Linked DNA regions of Mus musculus: region 1 is linked to region 2. A link is a contact called in public Hi-C data. All regions are on one chromosome and are shown on one strand. The core of a region is the stretch at or near the end of the contact, and the rest is flanking DNA. Distances in the headings are between cores, read along the strand shown. Region 1 has its middle 140 kb from the start of Spats2l. Region 2 has its middle 5.6 kb from the start of Gm22371.

Region 1 (5,379 bases), core at 1,229-3,728, 210 kb after region 2:
TTGTACATGAACTTGACATGATAATAATACCCAACTCATAAAGGAGATGAAGTATGAAATTACTTTCAAATGTGAGTGCCTAGTTTTTAGTGAACATTCAACGCATTTTAACTCATTATTGCCATCCACACAGAAATTTCGATTTACTTTAACCGATTGTAGTTATTTAAAACACATATACACGCACACACCACATACAATATTTAAGAGAAGTTACAGACTCATAGCATGACTGAACTGAATGTTCAAGTATTTCACATACACCCCCACCCCCACCCCTGCACATGCTAGCCTCCGAATAGTCAATATCCCCTTTCAGAATGGTACCCTATACATTCTTAATTCTGCACAAACTTGTAATGATGCATGTATCATTCCAATGCTATACATGGTAGTTTCACTTCAGTAAAAATCCTGTGCTCCTTCTATCTTACCCACCCACAACCATGGAAAATACCGATGGATATTTTTAGTTTTACTTTCTCCAAATTGTTAGCATTTCTGCAAGTAATATGTAGCCTCTTCCTCCAATGTCATAATATTTATTCAAGGTTCTCCTCATGGTTTGATATCTCATCTCTTTTAAGGGCTGAATACTATTCCATTGTCTGGACAGATATATTGAGGGACTGTTTAGTTGGTTTCTTTCCTTTTTATAACCTTTATTATTTAAAAGAGAAACTTTACAAATAAAATATTACATACCCAAACTAACAAGACCCAAAGTCTATTCAACTTAATGAACTTATATTCATTTAGAATTGGTTTGATTATTAAAAACAAAACAAAACAGAAAGGACTTTATCTAGCTGAAAAATTAAAGAACTACTTGTATAGTGTGATTTAAGAAACACTAATAATGTTCTGTTTACCCTTAAAGGTGTTCTACCTTGAAACAAAGCCTGCTGTTTCTCTAATAAAGCTTAATTTATCTTGCTTAAAATGTTAACATGAAAATACTCCTAAGAGAAATATCACTTTAAGCATCGTTAGCTATTTGCACATTAGACTGAGTGAGTTTTATGTTTTGTTCCGAGAAATTTCCCCAGAGGTAGGAGGAAACAATATGAGACTGCTGGCCAGGAGGAAGATAGCCTTACCTGCTCCATGTGATCAGCGCCACCTGCGTAGCTGATGTGATCAGCAGCGCTAACATAAGCAGAAGGCTTTTGCCTCAGCATAGATTCTGGAACTCTCTAAGCATGCAGACTTCTGAGATAGTACCAATTGAGGCAAAAAATCCTCAGCTGACATTAGTTGGTGATTAGAATTTTGGGTGAGGAGGGTGGTTTAAATATTTTTAAATTGGCAGTTGTTGTGATTTGGGGATAACATCCATTTGTATATTTGTTGTGTGGGATTAAGGTTCAGGAAAAAAAGTTTGCTGTTGGTCCTGGATTCCCGGATTCTCCCTACCTGGTCAAGCATCTGAGATCTTGAGAAACTCAGTAACAAGAGCTTAAAGCCGGCTGGTCAAGTTATATCCACCTTTGAACCAGAGGAAGATGGATGCTTCTGGTTGGCCATCGGTACCCTTTTCATTGAGTTCAGAATTCTGACCTGTAGAATATTGTGATCCACATTTGGGGGGGGGGTAGGTTTTACTCCCTCAAGATGACCCTTTCCAGACATTCCCAGAAGTTAACTAGATAACCCCAAACAAGCATGCCCATGTCTTCTAGTTGATTCTAGACCCTGTCAAGTTGACAATATTTAGTTGAAGAACCATATCTTAAGACCCCCCAACCCCTTCATTTTCTCCTGGGGCCATGCCAACTCTGGGATCCTAAATCCTACTCACTCTAAGCAATGGATCCAACATCTCTGAGTCTTGGAGCTTTGTCTTGGAAAAAGTCAGGGCTTTATCTTGTCTAGTTTGTGAAGAACTAGTTTATATAATCTCTAACTCATTTAGCACAATGTTTGCCATATATTGGCAATTTTCCTTTCCTGTTGACTTCACTGATCTCGGCCTTCAAAATTCAAATTCTTGCTTTACACAGAAAAGAAAAGGACATTATTCAATGACACTGAAACTCATTTCTTTTCTAGGTCGGTTCCTCCAGGCTTGTGTGAATTCAGTGTTTCATCTCTGACAGTGATAGGCTTCAACTAACCAGAAATGGGTCCTGAGTATGTGTGTGTGTATGGGCGGGGGGGCGGGGGGGGGGGAACAGGGCTCTCTTGCAGTAGTCCTCCAGTCTACTTAGGTTTTCTCTAGGAAACCATTACACTGGTGGGTTGGCATGGCAAGACTCCACTAGGTCTTTCACCACATGCCAAAAAAAAAAAAAAAAAAAAAAAAAAAAAAAAAAAAGACAACTGCCCAGGCTCCCTTGGGAAGCACTAGCAGCTGCTAGAAGCTCTTTCCTGGGAACTCGTAGGCTGGAGGTAAAATGCTGGCATCAAGGGTTGTTTGTACTGACTCCCCCACCCACTCCAGCTGGCTGCAGCAGTCTGGGTGTAGAACAAGTGGAAAGAAGACCACAAAGTGCCAGAGATGGCTGGCTGTATGTAGGGATCTCATAGGAAAGGCTGCTTTGAGATATCAGTACCTCACCCCACCCACTCCAGAGAAGTCAGCCCAAAGTGACTAGTCTGGGACACAGTCCTGTGTTACCTGTGGCCCACAGGAGGCATCCAGCCTCCACCCCACCCCCATGTTGTCAAGAACTTTTCCAGAATGGCTACTGCTTGGCTTCATCTCCCACAGCTCCCCACAGCAGCTTCTTGTTCTCTCTGGAGCAGCCTCCACATGATCACGCTTCCATTGCTATAGAAACCTCTTCATTCCATTTCCATCTTGAAGATGCTGACACAGAACAGCAGTGCCATCTCAGGCTCACCTTCCATGTATTGACCATGTGGTATCTGCCATGCATCTTCACAGCATCATACCTTAATGAGGTTGTCTCTCCAGCCAAGTCATGACTGTTTACAAGGCTTTCTCCTCCCCTAGGGAACTGCTTGGGAATGAGAACTCTGCTTAACTCCCTCTAATTTCTGGCTCTAGCCTGATGTATGGGGCAGCCATGTTCACAGTGGAAGCCTCCCAAGTCTGGTTTGATCCCCAGAAGCATAATGTGATGCTTCATCTTCATTGCAAACTTATAGAAACTTTATTGTTAACATGGTGTGCCTGTGAGAGTATTTCCAGAAAGGTTTAAGAAAACAGGGAAGATACACCCCAAACCTGGATGGCCTTGTCCTATGGGATGAGGCTCTGGACTGAATAGAAAAGAAGAGAGCTGAGAGCTAGCTTCCATCTCTCTGTTTCCTGACCTTCCATTCCCACCACCATACCTTCCCTACCATGACAGACTGTGCTATGAGGAAAGTAAATTCACCCAGGGCTCATCCTATCAAGGATGTATCAGAATGGATGGAGCTCAGGCTCAGCTGGAGGATTCGTAAAGATAACATCTAGAAACAAGGTTCACCTGTTGAATAAGAATGCTAATTTTAGTCACTTTCTTCCATCTTAAAATTTATTTTCCTTCTGTTGTGGTGTTAGAATTTCTTCCTCAGCTGCCAAGGAGCCTTGCAAAGTATTTCTCCTCTGCCTTCATATCATTATAGTCCTACAGACACAGCTAGAGAAAAAAATAGTTATTGCACACTGATTTACATAGAATTTTGGCACATAATAGACATTAGAGCAATTACCTGTGAGAATTTTCTTTCTGAGAAAAAAATCTAATATGTTAGGTAGGACTTTTGGTGAGAGTTATTGTAGATGTCTCTTTTCTTTACCCTTCACAATACTCAGCCACTGATACACAATTACTTTAGAAGACTTCATGAATAATATTGTAGACTCAGGGTTGGGTGCTTGTAGAACATGTAGTGGCCAACAAGGTTTTGGAAGTTATGGTGGCTAATTGCAATTGTCAACTTGATGAAATCTAGAACCACCTGGTAGATTGGTCTCTGAGCATGTATGTGGTCATTATCTTGATTAGGTTAACTGTAGGAAGACCTGCCCACAGTGGGTGGAACCATTCCCTAGGCTGAGAACCTGGAATGTCCCAATCACCACTCTTTTCTCATTCCCTTTCATGAGTATATAGGCTTGCTTCATAACATGGGGGATATCCCCACCTGTACTAAGTTTCTCTTCATCTTGCACAGGCATCCCTAGCTCCAAACTATTCACACTTCCAGAACTGTTTGCTTCCCAGAGAACCCAAACCATCACTAGTCACACACACACACACACACACACACACACACACACACACACACAAGATAACAAATTTATTTTGACTTTAAGAAGTTACATTGGCTTAAAATCTAGGTTCATAATGTTTTCTTCACAATTTAAAATCAAAAACTCTCTGAAAACACCAGGATTTGATCTTACCTTACACAAGACTGTTTGTTTCCTTTGGGTATTCCACTTAGTCAAATATCTTGTTACAAAAATATCAATGTGCTTTGTTGGGGTATTTTTTTTCCAAATCCCACTGAGAATAAAATGTAATATATGGTATACGCATTAAATTGACACTTTGGTGCCTGGTAATACTCTGAATTAAATAAAAATATTTTAAAATATTTTGGACTAGCCAGTCCCTGAGGGAAGCGCCACTGAACAGTATGCACGTGTGTGTTATCTCACACTGAATCTGGGCACCTTATCAATAGACTATTGCTGAAAAAGGTGCTGTGCCAGTTCTGAACATGTTTCTAGAAGCCTCCAGTGTTGTCATTTCAAATAACCTGGCCCATAAAGAAATCTGGCTACCCTGGTAAACAAACCATGTGTAGTGTAGACATCCACAAATTGTTTGAGACAGAGAGGACTTCAAGTCCCAGGGTTTGATCTAAGACATTCCTTCTGGTCATCCTTGCCCAAGAACCAGGGGTTGAGGTTCCTCCCATCTGACTCTAAGTCCTATGAGTTAACCCAAGGCAAACTAACATCACAACTATGCAGCTGAGCCCCAGTCCAGCCACAAACTAGGCAAAATCATAAATCTCTCTAGGTTTGTTCTTACGTTGCAATGCTAAGTGCAGGCCTCTAATACCTGGTTGAGATCAGGGAGTCTACATGTAGAACAGAGTGCCTCTGTGACCTTTGTCTCAAGTTATTTCTGATTAAATTAAAATGTTGACAGCTAATAATAGCTGGCTAGCAGAGACATAGGCAAGGTTTAGGATTCCTGGGTTTGATAGTTGGAGGAGGATCATGAGGAGAAAGAAGGGAGGAGAGAGACGCCACCATGGGTTAGATGAATCATGAAAACATGGCCCTAATGGCTGGGCAATTGGAGTTAAGACCAGCCCAGATGAAACATAGTGATAACTCAGTGTTATTGATAGGAAAGTAGATTCTAATAGCATAGAGGGTAGATATCTTCCCAGCCCTTGTGATGT
Region 2 (5,869 bases), core at 2,184-4,683:
CCCTCTAGTCATGGCGGCCTTTGTTAGGGTCAGAACCCTGTTCTCACTGTACAAAGTCGCAGACAGAACTCCATAGTCGGGGGAAAGAACAGAGGCAAGGAAGGAGAGGGGAAAGGGCATGTGTACAAACTGCTTTATTAGATGTTGTCTTGAGACCACCCCTCAAAACATACTTAATCTTCCTGACTAGGGATTAGCCATACATCAGACAATTCTGTTTGTTATGAGAAATGCAGGTTTTTTTTTTTTTTTAGTACTGTACATTTGGTTACCCCAAATGCACTACCACCACCCAAAAGGAAAGAAAGAAAGAAAGAAAGAAAGAAAGAAAGAAAGAAAGAAAGAAAGAGAGAGAGAGAGAGAGAGAAAGAAAAAGAAATGAGAGATAGGATATCTGACATAGGCAGTTAACACTTGGGCTATTTGAATCATGAGCCAGTGTGGATGGATCCCAACATCTGTCTGGCAGGCTTGCCTCTCGCCTCTCTGGCTTCACTAAGAGCAGCCTACAAAGATCCCCTGATTTCTTCCAGCAAGAGTCTGGAAAGAGTCCTGAATATAGCCAAGTCATTTGTAAAAGTACAACAAAGTAGAGTGCCCAAGGAGAGCCTCTTCTTTCCAGAACTGTTTAAATATTGTCCTCAGTGTCACAGGCAGATCTCTGAGGGTTCTTATTCTGCTGTTTCCACCCGGAGCACCTCCTTGCTGGAGAAGCCTGGGTGGTGTTCATTCCATCTTCAGACAAGGGAACCTCATTCTTTGGTGTATTGGACAATCTGGTATCATTTACTAGCTTAGCAAACTGGGACTCTCACTTTTTTGTGAGCCAACAAGAATGAGCAGCCGACAAGTCAGAAACCTCCATAATTATGAACCAAAGTTTTTCTTTCCTTTTATTTTAGGTATTTGTGACAGGATAGCAGGCTGTCTCTGTACTGCAGCTCAGCCACGGGCACGGCTGTGTTGGTCTCAATCACACCTGGCCTGCCCTTCACTCCAGCTCCCGTCCTGGCCTCGCTGAGTCTCCCATGTACACTGCAGTGTTGCATCCAACTGTGAGAGCTGGGAAGCTTTCACAGGGCAAGACTGCCCTGTTGTGCCTGGCCCTCTTTTGACATCCTTCTTATCCTACAACATCGGGATAGCCCCCTCCCAGACAACGGTAACACTGCGATTTCATCTCAAACCAGATGGAATCAAGTCCAATAACTGACCTTGTCAATCAGTTCATTGCCAAGGAAGAGATTTTTGATTATTGCCTTTTAAAGCAAACAACAGCCAACCAAAATGAAAACAAAAAGTTTAAGCCAGGCGTGGTGGCGCACGCCTTTAATTCCAGCACTCGGGAGGCAGAGGCAGGCGGATTTCTGAGTTCGAGGCCAGCCTGGTCTACAAAGTGAGCTCCAGGACAGCCAGGACTATACAGAGAAACCTTGTCTCGAAAATCCAAAAAAAAAAAAAAGTTTAAAATGATGTCAAGTCTAGGTATTTTAGTTCATTTGGTACTTGGAGGCAGGTTTTGTCTTTGGGACCATGTGAAGCAGAAGCACTGTCTGGTGGAGGCTGTCTCATAAGGCCTTGCTGGAATTGTCTTTGACTTCTCCTCTCCCTCTGTCTGGGCCTCAGTCATAATTAGGTCCCTATTGGGCTCATTGACTGGAACTATGCTGCCTCGTTGTGTCCTTTGTCCAAGCCAGCAAGGGCAGTCACTTTGTGAACTCCACCACTTCTGAGAAGACCTTCCTGGACACCTAAGTAAAAGCAATACCAGCCCCTCTCTCAACCCTAATATGTACAAGAATGTCCACCTGTCAGTCCTTGTTATCTCTCAATCCTTGTCTGCCCTGTACGCATTAGAGTTTCTCTCTAGCACCCCACTGTATACATTCTGCTTGACTGAGCTCCATTCAGGACAGGGTTAGCTAAATGTTAGACTACTGACATTTGAGAATACATAATTCTTTTTATTTTAAGATTTATTTATTTATTTATTTATTTATTTACTTACTTACTTATTATGTATAAAACATCTGCCTGCATGTATTCCTGCAGGCCAGAAGAGGACATTAGGTTTCATTACAGATGGCTGTGAGCCACCATGTGTTTGCTGAGAATTGAACCCAGGACCTCTGGAAAAGCAGCCATTAACCTCTGAGCCATCTCTCCAGCCCCCAATACATAATTCTTTTCTGATGGTTTCTGGAAGAGCTGTCCTGTGCAGTGTAGAATATTTAATAGTTTTCTAGCCTTTGACCATTAGACACCTCTATAGAGACAACCAAAACGTCCAGACAGTGCTAAATGTTAAGTACTCATCTGAACACTTAGCTGCTGTTGTAACTGTTAATGTGAGAAACACTTAATTTATCAAAGCTTGTCAGCCCCAACAAAAGCCCCCATTTCCTCAACCCCATCTCCTTCCTCCTTACAGCAACTGACCAATCGTTCCTGACTGTCACGTGAAAGGAAAAGTATCTGCCCAGAACATCCAAGATCAAGTTCTCAGAACAAAGGAGGGACAGAGGGCAGGGGTAAGGGACAAAGACAGGAGGTAGAGGAAGAAGAGGAAGGGGACAAGGGAGAAAGGAGAAAGGAACACGAGGGGAGGGGCATTTGTCCAAGGGGAACAAAAGTCCGCCTCTAGCTAAAGAGGGGACAAATGGCAGATTACAAAGGTAAAGAGGGAACCCCAAGTTAGGAGGATGTGGTTAATTTTAATTGGACATGTTAATTAGGTGAGCCAAAGAGGGCTCTGATTGCTGAACTATAATACTTTGATAGCTGGACCTTGGTAGTCAGCCTCAGAAGTAAGTGGCCAAAAGAACGAACCTTGATGGCTAGCTTTAGGAATGTAATTTATTTTTATTTTATTTTATTTTATTTTTTTAGCAAGGCAGAGGGAATGGGGGAGAAGGGTAAGACCTGCCAGAGCCATGCCCTACATTCTAGAGCTGGCTAGAGTCCCTTCAGTGAAGCCCAGGGCCCACCAATGTGACGAGACACAGTCACCACCTATGTCAGGGATAAAAGACAGAAGCCAGAATATTCTGGCTGAATGTGTTGGTTAGCTGTGTTGGAATTCTGGCACACCATTTAAAAGAAAGAAAGAAGAAAAAAGAAATTACTTTGCTGAATTACTCTTCGTGTGTTCCTTTGTGTGACATAGAGGTTATACTTTTCCCAACACTATGAAGCAAAATTGTCTTATACTAATAGTAGTTGTCATTTATCTATTGCCTACAGTGCCCTAGGGACTCACACTCAATATTTCCAACAAGACTTCCACCTTAAAGAGGGGTTATCATTATCTTCATTTTACAGACAGGGGAATGGGGGCATGGAATGATTTACAAACTTGTCTGGGTTTGTGCCATTGGTAAAATCTAGGCTGCAGAACACTGGGCAAACAGGAGTAGGCACTGCTGTGAGAATCTTTGCCTACCTACCCACTAGAGCAGAGACTGGGAAGCAAGCGAGCTCCCAAGCGGTGCATGCGTTCCGAGTGATGGTGCCAACTTTCCTTTCTAAGCCTTAGTGACTGTTTTCAGTCCTCATCATAACAGTAACAGGATTCTCTTAGAAATTAAATGCAGCCGCATACGTGAAAGTACTTAGCTGGTTTCTGGCACACGGGTCGCTCTGAATTCCTTTTCCTTCCTCTCCATATAGCCCCATGCCCTTAGCACTGAAAGTAGATCCTGAACACCTTGGTCAGACAAGCCCACTGGGAAATCTAACCTTTAAGCGATCTGTACTTTCACAGATCAGAATTGAGCAGAGCAATCTCCCTAGAAACAGCCTGCCATGCTGGCGTCTTGTCCCACATTGCTAATGACCAACAGTACCAGCCATCAGCACTTGCCAGCTAAGCCAAAGGGGGCTTTTAAATCTGCACTGATTGGATGCCATGGGGCTGGGTTGACAAGTAGCCTCCTGCTCCATTTCTAGATGCGAGTCAGTGAATTAATAGCTTGCCCCATTGTTTTCTAACACAGCCAATTAAGTGAACAGTCTGAATGTTTTGGCCAGCAGGCGGCAGCCTTTGCTAACATAATGGTCGGTACTCCTCTGTCTGGCAGAACCCCACCAAAAACTGGGTGCCTGTGAGGTTTACATGGTGTAGCCTTTAAATTGGGACGGGGCACAAATCTTGGCAGATAGAATTCCGAGAACTGGAATGGGGGCAAACCCCGTGTTGGTTTTTATCCATCTCCAGCTGAAATGGAGAGTTTTGATTCAATTGTGAACGCAAGTCAAAGATAATTTGCAGCTCCCACTCGGGACAGCTAGAAACACTGCTCACACTCTTCATTGCTTTAAAACTGCAGTAACTGTGGAACCTGCTGCTAGCTCTTGTTATTTAGCACATTAATATAGAAGTACACATAGAACCATATCACATATCTGTTGGTTTTGTTTTGACATTTTAATACCTACCTTTTGATACCACTGGCTTGCTTTGAGTTGTTATAGACGGTTTTATTTAGTTTTAAGTGTATTTACTTTAAAGCATTTTTTTTAATGATGAGAAATCTACAGACTTCACCACTCTGTCAATAGGTCCATAATTTAAAACCAGTACCAAGAGCATCCAGTGACAAGGCTACCAGAACAGTCTCTAGAAAAAAGAGGATCAAAAGATTTTTTTTTTCTTTTTTGTACTCAGTAGCTGTGACTTTACTCTTATCCTTCCATCTTTTCCAAAGATGTGTGCCATATCTGTATGAAACTGTTTGCAGCGACGCCTGGCAGAGTACACTTTAACCTCAGGGTGAGATTTTGGCGTATTCAGATCACATTACTAACAAAAGCTTCAGTGTCTAGGATGCCTGCCATCCCTGCCTAGGGAAGGAAGAGGCACCCGCTCTTCCAGCTGCTTTCACATCTTTGTTCCGCTTGATTTATTGCCAGGGCTCAGGGATCCCCGTCGACAATTACTTCCTTTTCGGCAAGAAGCCCTGCGTTCCCTCGAAGCGTCACTTCTAGAATCTAGTCTCCTCTTCTTCCTCCCTTAAGAAATATTCTGAAATATGTTTAATAGGAGGGGGAAAAGTGTTCTTAAACACCCCCCTCCCATCTTCTTGTTTCCTTTCTCCCAAGTAAGGGAAGCCACACTAATTGGGCAGACCCAGCCTGGGGCTAGGTACATTGTCCATTTTCCTGATACTTTATCCCTGAGTGTTGTCATGGAGACTACAGGAACCAAACAAGTCCACTGGAGGAATGTTACCTAACACTTTCTCATTCTTGGTCGCTGAACCATCTTCCCAGCTGGATCTTCCAACTGCCTCTATCCCCACTGCTCCCCAGCCTTGCTTTTTCCACCCCTAAGTAAACCTGTTTTTTTCTGCTGTGCTAAAGTACCATAGTCCAGGCAACTTAAGGGAAAGAACTTGTTTTGGCTTACAGTTCCAGAGAGATAAGAGTTCCTGTTGAGTCGGGCGTCATGACGCACACCTTTAATCCCAGCACTTGGGAGGTAGAGGCAGGCAGATTTCTGAGTTCGAGGCCAGCCTGGTCTACGTCTACAAAGTGAGTTCCAGGATAGCCAGGGCTACACAGAGAAACCCTGTCTCGAAAAAACCAAAAAAAAAGTAGAGCCATGGTAACAAGCAGCAGGCACAGCCAGAGTTTGAAGACCAAACTGCAGCCATAAGCACAAAGGGAGAGAAACCAGAAACTGCAGGAGGCTCTTACTTTCAAAGTCCACCCCCAGTGACATACTTCCTGAAGCAAAACCACACCTCTCCAAACACTTTCACCAACCGGGGACTGAGTATTCATACCTGCAATTATTACAGAGGACATTTTCATTTGAACCACTGCTACATCCCGTACTCCCTAAAAAGACACCAACAGCATCTGCAGT

Evidence for each region. Hi-C and Micro-C count contacts between places; a contact is called where the count stands out from the background.
Region 1: a contact with region 2 is called in a Hi-C map of cerebral cortex, with 4 times the contacts expected there. The contact joins two enhancer-like sites. A contact is called at or near these places in 1 of 39 promoter capture datasets (cranial neural crest), 2 of 484 Hi-C or Micro-C datasets (cerebral cortex and myocytes), 3 of 115 datasets of contacts at active chromatin or transcription factors (embryonic stem cells and stem cell-derived neural progenitor cells) and 1 of 9 other capture datasets (embryonic stem cells).

Annotation. Positions count from the first base shown.
Region 1 is chr1:57,631,778-57,637,156 of GRCm38.p6, forward strand. No RefSeq gene overlaps it. Among named protein-coding and RNA genes, the nearest start is that of Spats2l, 140 kb to the right of the region's middle. Within about 2 kb of position 2,479, at least 7 of the 459 cell types and tissues checked have an H3K27ac peak or open chromatin away from gene starts, as enhancers often do. A contact at or near this core is called in cerebral cortex, where this site is marked.
Region 2 is chr1:57,425,073-57,430,941 of GRCm38.p6, forward strand. No RefSeq gene overlaps it. Among named protein-coding and RNA genes, the nearest start is that of Gm22371, 5.6 kb to the left of the region's middle. Within about 2 kb of position 3,434, at least 80 of the 459 cell types and tissues checked have an H3K27ac peak or open chromatin away from gene starts, as enhancers often do. A contact at or near this core is called in cerebral cortex, where this site is marked.